Linked DNA regions of Mus musculus: all the other regions are linked to region 3. A link is a contact called in public Hi-C and promoter capture Hi-C data. All regions are on one chromosome and are shown on one strand. Each heading gives the region's core, a stretch centred on a gene start, on an enhancer-like site or on the middle of the called end of the contact. The rest is flanking DNA. Distances are from core to core; before and after follow the strand shown.

Region 1 (3,450 bases), core at 622-3,121, 1.0 Mb after region 3:
GAAGCCTCTCTACCTGTCACACACCAGCTCTGTATAACGTCTTGATCTCTCCTTCAAAGACACAGATTTTACCTCTGTCACCCGATAAACTCTATCACTACAGGATGCAGGGCAGCATACTCCTACTATACGGTGTGACAGGACATTACCCCTCTGGCTTTTCTCCCCCAAAAACATCCCTCTAGTCCAGTCACAGGAAAGATACCACAGCAGTGCCAGCCAAAGGAACTTTCCTCAGAATAGCCGATCAATTCACCTCAAATAGTCAAAAACATAAAAGTTGGGCTGGTGAGATGGCTCAGTGGGTAAGAGCACCCGACTGCTCTTCCGAAGGTCCAGAGTTCGGCTCCCAGCAACCACATGGTGGCTCACAACCATCTGTGACGAGATCTGACGCCCTCTTCTGGAGTGTCTGAGGACAGCTACAATGTACTTACATATAATAAATAAATAAATAAATAAATCTTTAAAAAAAAAAACATAAAAGTTACGGTTTGGAAAACTCACAGGCAAGAAGAGCCTGAAGAGAAGACAACAGACAACTTTCCTGAATGTGGCCCAGGACAGAAAAAAAGACACCAGATAAAAACTTGGGGAAATTAGGTGCATTAATTAAAATCAATTATGACATACAATTTATCGACTTTGGAGAGCATGTTCATAAGGAGGGAGGATGTATAGAAAATGGTCTGTTGCAGCTGGGCGTGGTGGCACACACCTTTAATCCCAGCACTCGGGAGGCAGAGGCAGGCGGATTTCTGAGTTCGAGGCCAGCCTGGTCTACAGAGTGAGTTCCAGGACAGCCAGGACTATACAGAGAAACCCTGTCTCAAAGAAAACAACAACAAAAAACCCAAAAAAGGTCTAACCTTATTATTTTTCAGTAAAGTTGAGTTTATTTGTAAATAAATCTTTTTTTTTTGTGTGTGTGATGTGGTTATTTACTAGCAAGTTTCCATAATAAAGTTCATCAAACATATCATTCTTTGTATTATATTTCGTTTTAGAGTATAATGTTTTGTATTTACTTCACAAGTACGACATTTATGTATCTTTACATGAGAACATGGACCTCCATGAGATGGAATCAGTAACTTGAGCAAGTGTGAATTTTAATACCCCAAGAACTGCTAATGATGGGATGGAAATTAATGCTGTTGCCATTTTGTCTTTGTGGTCACCATCTGTTCTCATATAGAAACAACCTCGTCCCTTGGGGAATCACCTAGCTAGTAGATAACTGATAGTTGTATACAAAGATACTGGAGGATCCCCAAAGGGGCAGGAGAGAAAGTTTCTCCTCTTCTTGCCCCATGTTATAGGTGCAGGGCTGCCTGATACGCACAGGTGCAGCGAGCCAGAGTCTTGAAACAGGAACCACCGGCTTCCCCCAACGTCCCCCTCAGTCCCCGGGCGGCCGGGGGGGGGGGGGAGAGTATGCTACAAACTTCCTTCTCCCCTTCCCTGCTGTTTCTTGGCAGGAAGTGGTTAAGGGACCATTTTCAGGTCAGTCAGTGACACCCTCCTGGTGAACCTTAGTGGGTAGAAATAAGATGTTCTGAACTTCTATTTCTAATTGGCTGCCATCTATGCTGCAAATAAAGCTGACATAAGGAAAACGAGGCCCAGGAGGATTGTGGGAAACTAGAGTTGAAGCCACATTTGTATCTTCACCTGGGCACTGTCCCAGAGACGGGAGGCGCTGTTAAACTGTTACTTTCAAAGTCATCCCAATACCTACCACAATAGGAAATGAAGGGGTGTGTGTTCCCTCTCCCTGTCCTTTAGAGACTCGGGGTGTACAGATGCCCAGTTTAATCAGTTTGTCAAGACTTCCCAGTGCCCCTGTACTGCAAACGGGACACACTCAGAGAGAAACAAGCAGGACAGGGTGGTGGCGGCTCCTCCCGACTGCCCTTGCACCCTGGGCCATGGCTGAGTTTATCTCTACAGCCTTCTTATCAGCTCTATTAACTATGTAGTATTCTTCCAATACTTGCTTCTCCGATTAAAGTTACTTGAAATCTATTGCTGCTGTTTGCAAGCAAGAACCTCTGCTTACCACCAGGCCATGGACCTTAGTGGCCAAGCATGCATGAAGTCGGAGGTTCAGTCTCTGGTTTCAGAGGTCAGGGAGCTTGTATATGAAATTCTCAAATAATAAAAAAAAAAAAAAAAAAAAGGAAAAAAGAAATTGAAAAAAAAAAGAACCTTTTGTTTTGTTTTTCTTTTTGAACAATGTGAAAAAGACTTTTCAATAATGAATGGTTTCTCTAGCCTCAAGTGGGACAAACAGAATATATATATATATATTGTGTGTGTGTGTGTGTGTGTGTGTTAAATGTTGAAAGACTCTCTCACAAAATAGTCAGAGAACTCAGTGGAGGGGGGAACCCCTTTTTCTCATGGGGTAAGGGAAGGGAGTCAGATCAGGCCTTACATAGAAGTAGCAGAGGGTGAAGCGTTATGAGACCATCAAAATTTTATAAGAGAGAGAGAGAGAGAGAGAGAGAGAGAGAGACTTGTGTGTAAATAGAAAAGTGTGAAAAAAAATACATGCTGAGATTGAGCCTGAGCTGAGAATAAGATCTTTTAAGTGTGAACAAAATTAGACCTAAGATTAAAGAGAGGCCTGCAAGATGGCTCAGTGGGGAAGGCACTGGCCTTGTGAGCCCAATTACTTGGGTTCCATCCTGAAACCCATGTAAAGGTGGACAAAGAGAGCCAACTCTTGCACATCGTCCCCTGATCTCCATATCATGGTATGAGTACCTATACTCATACATGTGTATACAGCATACACACATACAGCATACACACATACATACATACATACATACTTACATATGGAAGAAAATTTAAAAAGACAAGAAGGAGTAAATAAACACTTATTGAGGAGAAAATAAAAAGAATAGATGAAGAAAGGTTTTGGAAGTAAAGTTGGATAACTGGGTAAAACAAGTTCTTAAAGTGCCTCAGTTGGCCTTCCAGGGTGTTTTAGAATTATTCTAGTCTGAATTCTCTCCTGTGTAGTAGTGAGCTGTCCCAAGATTTGGGAGTGGACAAGGCAGCCAGGCTGAGCAGTGGAGTGGAGAGCAAAACTCCAGCCCCAAGGACAGTCACTGAAAACAGGGCAAAAAGTATGGATTCTTCCAGGTTCTCACAGCTTTGTGCAGATGGAGATGGAGCAAGGCAAATGAGAGCCATATGGGGAAATGGAAAACAAATATCAACATGGCAAATTCAAATCGAACTGCATCAACAACTGGAAGCCGTAAATGTTTAGACACCCTAATTAAAATACAGAGAATCTAACCTATCAATATTGGCTTATAAGCTGTGCTGTGGACCGAGTCTCGTGCTCTTTAAAATTCATTTAAACCCCTGACTTCCCAGAGTAGCTGTGTCTGGGAACAGCAGAGATATGATATATGATGTACACACACACAC
Region 2 (3,724 bases), core at 150-2,649, 1.0 Mb before region 3:
TTCCACCAGAGGTTCTTTTATCCTTGAGAAGAGTTTTTGCTATCCTCGGTTTTTTGTTATTCCAGATGAATCTGCCGATTGCCCTTTCTAATTCGTTGAAGAATTGAGTTGGAATTTTGATGGGGATTGCATTGAATCTGTAGATTGCTTTTGGCAAGATAGCCATTTTTACAATGTTGATCCTGCCAATCCATGAGCATGGGAGATCTTTCCATCTTCTGAGATCTTCTTTAATTTCTTTCTTTAGAGACTTGAAGTTCTTATCAGGAATTCAAGCCCATACCTAAACATGATAAAAGCAATCTACAGCAAACCAATAGCCAACATCAAAGTAAATGGTGAGAAGCTGGAAGCAATCCCACTAAAATCAGGGACTAGACAAGGCTGCCCACTTTCTCCCTATCTATTCAACATTGTACTTGAAGTCCTAGCCAGAGCAATTAGACAACAAAAGGAGATCAAGGGGATACAAATTGGAAAGGAAGAAGTCAAAATATCACTTTTTGCAGATGATATGATAGTATATATAAGTGACCCTAAAAATTCCACCAGAGAACTCCTAAGCCTGATAAACAGCTTCAATGAAGTAGCTGGATATAAAATTAACTCAAAGAAGTCAATGGCCTTTCTGTACACAAAGGATAAACAGGCTGAGAAAGAAATTAGGGAAACAACACCCTTCTCAATAGTCACAAATAATATAAAATACCTTGGCAGACTCTATTTTTATGTAGCACATCTTGAAGAAGTTCCGCGGCAGCTGCCTCAGTCTTGGCCAGTGGAAGGACAATGAAAGGGTGCTCTAGTTGAGAAATGATGTGCAGTGAGTGTCTTTGCCCATTCAATAGCATGGTGTTGATTAGATTCATTCTTTGTTTTCTGAACCTTAATATGAAATAGTTGAACGCTTTGCATTTTGCCCTCTGCTATTGACTATTTCTGTCAGTCCTGAGCTCCCAGGCTCCCTCTGAAGTTGCACAGTCTTCTCGCTTAGTCATCCCATCTCATTTTGCCGAGTCAGATGTACAAACACCAGCTGATGTGGTTCAGGTGTCCTTTAGGCACAAAAGAGTAAAAAGAACGGAATAGGATCCGAACTTAGCTGGAGTTTAGTAGCTGTTTGAAATTGATTGATTTCTCATAAACCAGAGTTAGAATCGTCTCTCCCCGAATGGAATTTTCAGGCAGAGGGAGAGGCTTGTACTGAGATGATTGCACACTTTGCAGGTCACACGGTGTGATCTTCAAGCGCTGCTTCTGGTTTCTACTTTGTGTTTTGGGGTGAACAAGGCAGACAGGCCTGCCAAGGCTAAGGGAGCGTGCAAGTGCGATCCCTGCCTGGCCCACTTGTACAGGCTGTGAGCTAAATGCAACTCGCAGAGGCGGCTATAAATAGCCATTCATTGTCAGTGTGTGTGAAAAGACAAGAGTCAGTGTGCCGGTCTGATTCAGCCCCAATTAAGCTGCCGTCTGGGCAGGACTGTAAACGGAGCTGCTAGGACTAAGAATCGAGTCCGCAGGCAACGCCAGAGACTAGACACTCACGGAAGGGAAGTGGTTCAACGCTGGAGTCGCCTCTGCTATGGCAAAAATCATTTTGAGGCACCTCATAGAGACCCCAGTGCGTTATCAGGAGGAGTTTGAAGCTCGAGGCTTAGAAGACTGCAGACTGGATCATACACTATACGCACTGCCCGGGCCAACCATCGAGGACCTGAGTAAAGCCAGAGGCGCAGGCACGCCACAGGCTCTGGCAGAGGACTCAGCCTCCACGGAGAAGCCACCCGGAGAAGGCAAATCCCGTTTCCAGATCCTGCTGGATGTGGTCCAGTTCCTGCCCGAGGACATCATCATCCAGACCTTCGAGGGCTGGCTGCTGATCAAGGCACAGCACGGAACCAGAATGGACGAACACGGGTTTATATCGCGGAGTTTCACCAGACAGTACAAACTGCCAGATGGAGTCGAAACCAAAGATTTGTCTGCCATCCTCTGTCATGATGGAATCTTGGTGGTGGAAGTCAAAGATTCACTAGGGACCAAGTGAAAGCCTTTTGGTTGCTCTTCATACCCCAGGAAGGAAGATGAAAGCCAGGGACACCCCGGGAATGCTTAAACTTTTGAGATGGATTGCTGTCACTTTTATGAGGATTAAAAAAAACCAAATGTATCCACCGTTCCTGGTATGTGGAGGTTGTCTTTCTTATTGGTAGCCAGAAAGGAAGGTTTTCAAATGTGTTTGTGCAGTTAGGAGTGCTGCTGCTTTTACAATGAAGCCACCTCAGAGCTAGCAGACTGTGGTTGGTACTAGAGAATGCTCAGCCTGGTTTTTGATGAGTCTAAAATTCCACAGAGGCCATTTGGACAACCCATGGCAAACCAGTCCTTGTCAGTAAAGAGATCTGATTTTTCCTCACTGTATGAAAAGTTTCTGCATTGCTAGAAAGAGGGGGGAGGGCTTCAAAGAGAAAATTTTATTTCTGTATACTATAATTTACGGGACCTGGGTCTGAATCTAGTTAAAAGTCACAACAGTTGTTGCTCATTTAAACATCAGTGGGGATCTTCAGGTATTTTAGTTTTTTAAAAGTTCCCATATAGACCACATATAGTTTTCAAAGCTAAACTGAACCCTACCAGAAGTTTTGCTGCTAGACAATGTATACTACTTGCTTTGGTGTTATATTTGTTAGCCCAGAGTGTATAGTGTCTCGTATGCTAGGTGTGGGAAACTAAAACGTTGCATTGCTGGGCTCAGGAAATCTTAATGCTCGCTATTTTGAAGGGGGGATGGCCAGTGCCAGCGTCTGCTGTCTCTACTGGTCGAAAGTTTTAAATAACCTTGCGGCCAGTGAGGAACCTGAGCTCACGCAGCCATGAGAGCTGGGTGCATAGTCTGGGGCAGCACATGCTTGTCAGGACTCCCTTAGTGCCTCTGTTCTCCCAAACTGCTGCTTTGACTCTGGATGGAGCTGGTAGAGGTTAAGAAAGGGAGGCTTGCCTTCAGCAGCTGCTCGTAGGCATTTAGAATATGTGCTAGCTCATTCTATGCATCCTAAATACTTCCGTGGAGAAAGTGGCCGCTTTCTGTTTCACTGGGTGCTGAATGTGAGCTCACAGGGAGAGAGGCCAGGCCAGTGCTAAGAATAGAAAGAAGATCTCAGAGTGTGGCTGTCACCTGTGTGGAGGCAGACAGCTGTCATGGTGCTCCTCCATCTTGCCTCTCCTCTCTTCAAGCTAAAACAGGGAAGTTGGGGAGTCAGTAAAAACCAGAAATCAAACAGAGTCTGGGGTGACATTTGCTACTTTTTGCTAACATCGAAAAGATGTTGGAGCATCTGTTTATATGAAATTCGTGTCTAAAGCTGACGTTTGGGGTATGAAGTCTAGGATGAGATGTTTTTGTTTGAGAAATTGAAACTTACATGAACAGTGGGGCACAACAAAGCTAACCAGTGTGAGTGGGATACCAGATGCTAACAGGATGAGAAGTGGGATACAATGCAACGCCAGTCAAACATTGTTGCCATCCGAGTAATTATGTAGCCAATAGTGGTTTTAGAAACAAATAGCTCCAAGGGCTCTCTCATTTGGTTCCGGACTTTCACTAGTCAACACCTTCCTTCTACCCTTGGGGATTTTTTTTTCCTTTCAAAAACTGAAAACTCAACACATCTCCAGTTAGCATTTCTTTGTTTCTAGATAAAATTAAAAATTCAAAGGC
Region 3 (3,289 bases), core at 64-2,563:
AGCAAAGCACTAAAGTTTAAATGTATTATAAAAACACAGGCCTGCTAAAAATTTTTAACCTCTTATAATTTTTTTCCTTTTTCCTATATCACTAGTGTTGGACATCACTATGTGCACCATAACACCTGTTTTTTTTTTTTTTTTTTTTTACAAAGGTGCAATGACCCATATACACGCTGGGTCTTCATGCTTGCAAGGTCAGCACTTTAGAGACCAGCCATTTTTCTAGCCCTGGGTTTCAGATTTTAAGTCTCACTATTTAAACTGGAGACCATCCGTTCCCCTGGCTCACCTAAGTCCTGGGCTTACAGGCTTGCCCCATGTCTATCTGATTGTAGTTGTTTACAAGGCATACAGGTTTCTCTTTAATTTACAAGTTTCTTTTGATCTACTGAAAAGTTCTGTTGAAAACAAATAACAAAACCCCAAATAAATAGCGAACAAACAAAAACTTTTGTCTGGTACTCCACATGCCACTTCTTTGTTATATTTGAAGGCATGGAATAGGAAAACAGAGAGTGACCTCAACAATAAATGAGGCACTGCCAGGGGATCCTTACAATTAGGTTTTGGGCAAGTTGGCTAATAACTGACTGATGGATAAGCAGATGTCTTCAATTTTTAAGACATCCTGATTTGTAAACCGAGGAGAAAACGTTTGACTAGCTGCCTCACAACTCCAGTATTTCAAGACAGCCAACACAGCATTGCCACCCACAATTAGAGCAGTCAGTCACTCATGGGCTGGGGAAGTAGCTTGGTGGTAGAGCGACTTCATTGCCCAGCCCTGGGTTGCATCTTCCAGCACCTGTCCCAGCACAAGTGAGTCAGAGTCAAACACCAGTGTGGTAGGCACAGCAGGGGCTTCCGCTCCCAATTCTCCTCTCTAGATCTTTCTCTATCCCTGCAATAATCCCAACAGTCCTCTCACCCCGGCTTCGGGTGTTCATCTGCTGTAACCCTTCCTGCCTTTTCCCAGCAGACCCAGACTTTCTCAGCTCCCGCGGACTCCCCGTACTTGACCCATTCGAGGGACCTGCGCCACTCTGGAGCAGTGTCCCTAGCCCGGGGCTTGGCTCTCCCGGCATCCCAAAGACCCCTCCGTGCTGACAGCCCGATGGCTGCAAACTCAGCCCTTCCTTCCTCGCCTGGGCTCCCTCTTGGACTGTCCCAGGGTGAGTTTGCCAGGAGCGAGAACGTGTCTACCTCAGCAGGCCAATCCCTCTACGTCGGAAAACCAGAGCAGGAGGCGAAGACCCTTTCACAGACCTCTCAGTTGGCAGCGGCTTAGAGAGAATAGTCCTCTAAACAGGAAGAGGCAACGGCTTAGGCCGCGGGGGATGGCGGGGGATGGAGTCCTAGGAAAACACAGTCCACCGCTTCTGTGAAAGCGCCGCCATCTGAAACTACAACTCCCAGAGGGCTCTGCAGCAGCCGGCCAGCCTATCAAAGAACCCCGCCCTCCAGCTCCGGAGGCGGGGTCGCTGAGCAGGTGCTCGAACATCTGACCGGCTGGGTTGTCTTCTCCTCCCGAACTACCTAGGAAGAGAGAAAAAGAAGAGATCTCTTTAGGTGCTTTACAGCATCACAGGCCACGTGAGAACAAGATGATGTGCCTGACGTCCCTGGTGACGTTTTTCTCAGGCTTTCCTGGCTCGTGTTATGTTCTTAGGTCACGCCCTTGGATCCCGAGGGAAGCTGGATTGGGGTGGAATGGGGGAGTTGTTAATGAGCATTGATTTTTCTCCTGTGGTCTTCTTGTTTGTTTTGTGTTTGTTTTGGTTTGTTTTTTGTTTTGTTATTCGAGACAGTTTCTCTGTGTGTCCCTGTCTGTCCTGGAACTCACTCTGTAGACCAGGCTAGCTTCAAACTCAAAAGATCTGCCTGCTTCTGCCTCTGCCTCCTGAGTGCTGATATTAAAGGCGAGTGTCACCAGTGCCAGGTCTGGGTCTCTCTCTCCCCCTGGCCCTCCCCCTGTCCCTCCCCTCCCCACCCCACCTAAAGTCAATGTATGTTGGTAATGAAGTCATCTCATGGTAAGATCCCTAAGACTGATATGGCATGTCTTAAAACCAGGGCTCTATAAAGAAAGCTAACATTCAAAAGCAATGTGCTGTAATGTGATCAAGACCCCAAGACCTAAACTTATCAAATAGTAATGAATTCCAAGAATTTTACATTTATCATTTTGTAAAGTCTTTGGAAACTTCATGTTTTACCTATTTTTACCGATAATGAAACAGTCTTAGAAAAGTTGTGACATGGCAAGGCTAGACAGACTTTCAAGTGGCAAAATATCTGGAATTCAAACCAAGGTCTTCCAAACTCTGCTCTCAAACTCTTCTAAATATCCGCTCTGATACTGAGGGCTTAAAATTGCAAGTAGTAGTGAATGGTGCCTTTTAGGGAGATACAAGTTATTTTGTTGACAGTGTTCTTGTTCCAAAAGGCTTACAACTGCATCTGGCTGTACATCTGCATCTGCATTTGAAAATGAATGATACATGATTTTTGTAAGTCTCTGTAATAGGAAAATTTTCTTTTTCCTTTCTTTTTTCTTTTTTTCCTGAATTCCAGTCTGAGAAAACAGTTTTAGTCAAGATTGGAAAGAGCAAAATAAATAAGCACCTTACAACTGCTGGAGAGATACTTAAAACCACAGTAACAAAATTGCTGAATTTGATAAGGCAGCTCTGGCCAACTCCCACTTTCAGGTAGTGGTGACCTTAAAGATGGCAGTCTACATTCTTGACGAAGGTCACTGGCACCAGAGGGAGAAGAGACCTTCTCAAGAAATTGTAACTGCCTAGTGTTCTTGAAGGTTTCCTACAAGGTTTTACCTTGGTTTTATGGGCAAAACCTTGGTTTCATGGTTTCTTGGCTCACAGGGCAGTGCTTGTCCAAATATTTGAACACATAGTCATAGCTACAGGCACAAGGTCTCAGTTCAAGCAAGAAATAAACAGACTAGTACTGTGCCAGGTTTCCCACTAAGAAATCCTTAATAATACATTCATGTACTATAGAATAAGATTTAAAAATTTCTCAAGATACAGATAGATCAACAATTGAGAACAAATTCTAAGACACACTTAGCTTGAGTTTCCATTGCTGAAAAAAAAAAAAGCAAGTCGGAGAGGAAAGGGTTTATTTGGCTATATCAGTTTTCATCAGCAAAGGAAGTCAGAACAGGAACTCAAACAGGGCAGGAACCTGGAGGCAGGAGCTGGTGTAGAGGCCATCATGTACTGCTGACTGGGCTGCTCCCCATGACTTGTGTAGCCTGTTT

Evidence for each region. Promoter capture Hi-C pulls out the DNA fragments that hold promoters and counts their contacts. Hi-C and Micro-C count contacts between places; a contact is called where the count stands out from the background.
Region 1: a Hi-C map of B cells shows a contact between it and region 3, with 8 read pairs. The contact joins the enhancer-like site here to the promoter of Slc38a9 in region 3. A contact is called at or near these places in 3 of 39 promoter capture datasets (liver and pre-B cells) and 1 of 484 Hi-C or Micro-C datasets (B cells).
Region 2: a promoter capture Hi-C map of neural stem cells shows a contact between it and region 3. The contact joins the promoter of Hspb3 here to the promoter of Slc38a9 in region 3.

Annotation. Positions count from the first base shown.
Region 1 is chr13:111,632,767-111,636,216 of GRCm38.p6, reverse strand. All of the region lies in intron 2 of Gm15286 (a long non-coding RNA gene), which reads right to left. Among named protein-coding and RNA genes, the nearest start is that of Mier3, 52 kb to the left of the region's middle. Within about 2 kb of position 1,871, at least 71 of the 459 cell types and tissues checked have an H3K27ac peak or open chromatin away from gene starts, as enhancers often do. A contact at or near this core is called in B cells, where this site is marked.
Region 2 is chr13:113,661,351-113,665,074 of GRCm38.p6, reverse strand. Hspb3 (heat shock protein 3) reads left to right here and starts at 1,399. Exons shown (of 1, transcript NM_019960.2): 1 at 1,399-2,179. The coding sequence starts at 1,583. The coding sequence ends at 2,047. The region is part of intron 1 of Gm34586 (a long non-coding RNA gene); the gene reads right to left.
Region 3 is chr13:112,658,790-112,662,078 of GRCm38.p6, reverse strand. Slc38a9 (solute carrier family 38, member 9) reads right to left here and starts at 1,313. Exons shown (of 15, transcript NM_178746.4): 1 at 1,207-1,313.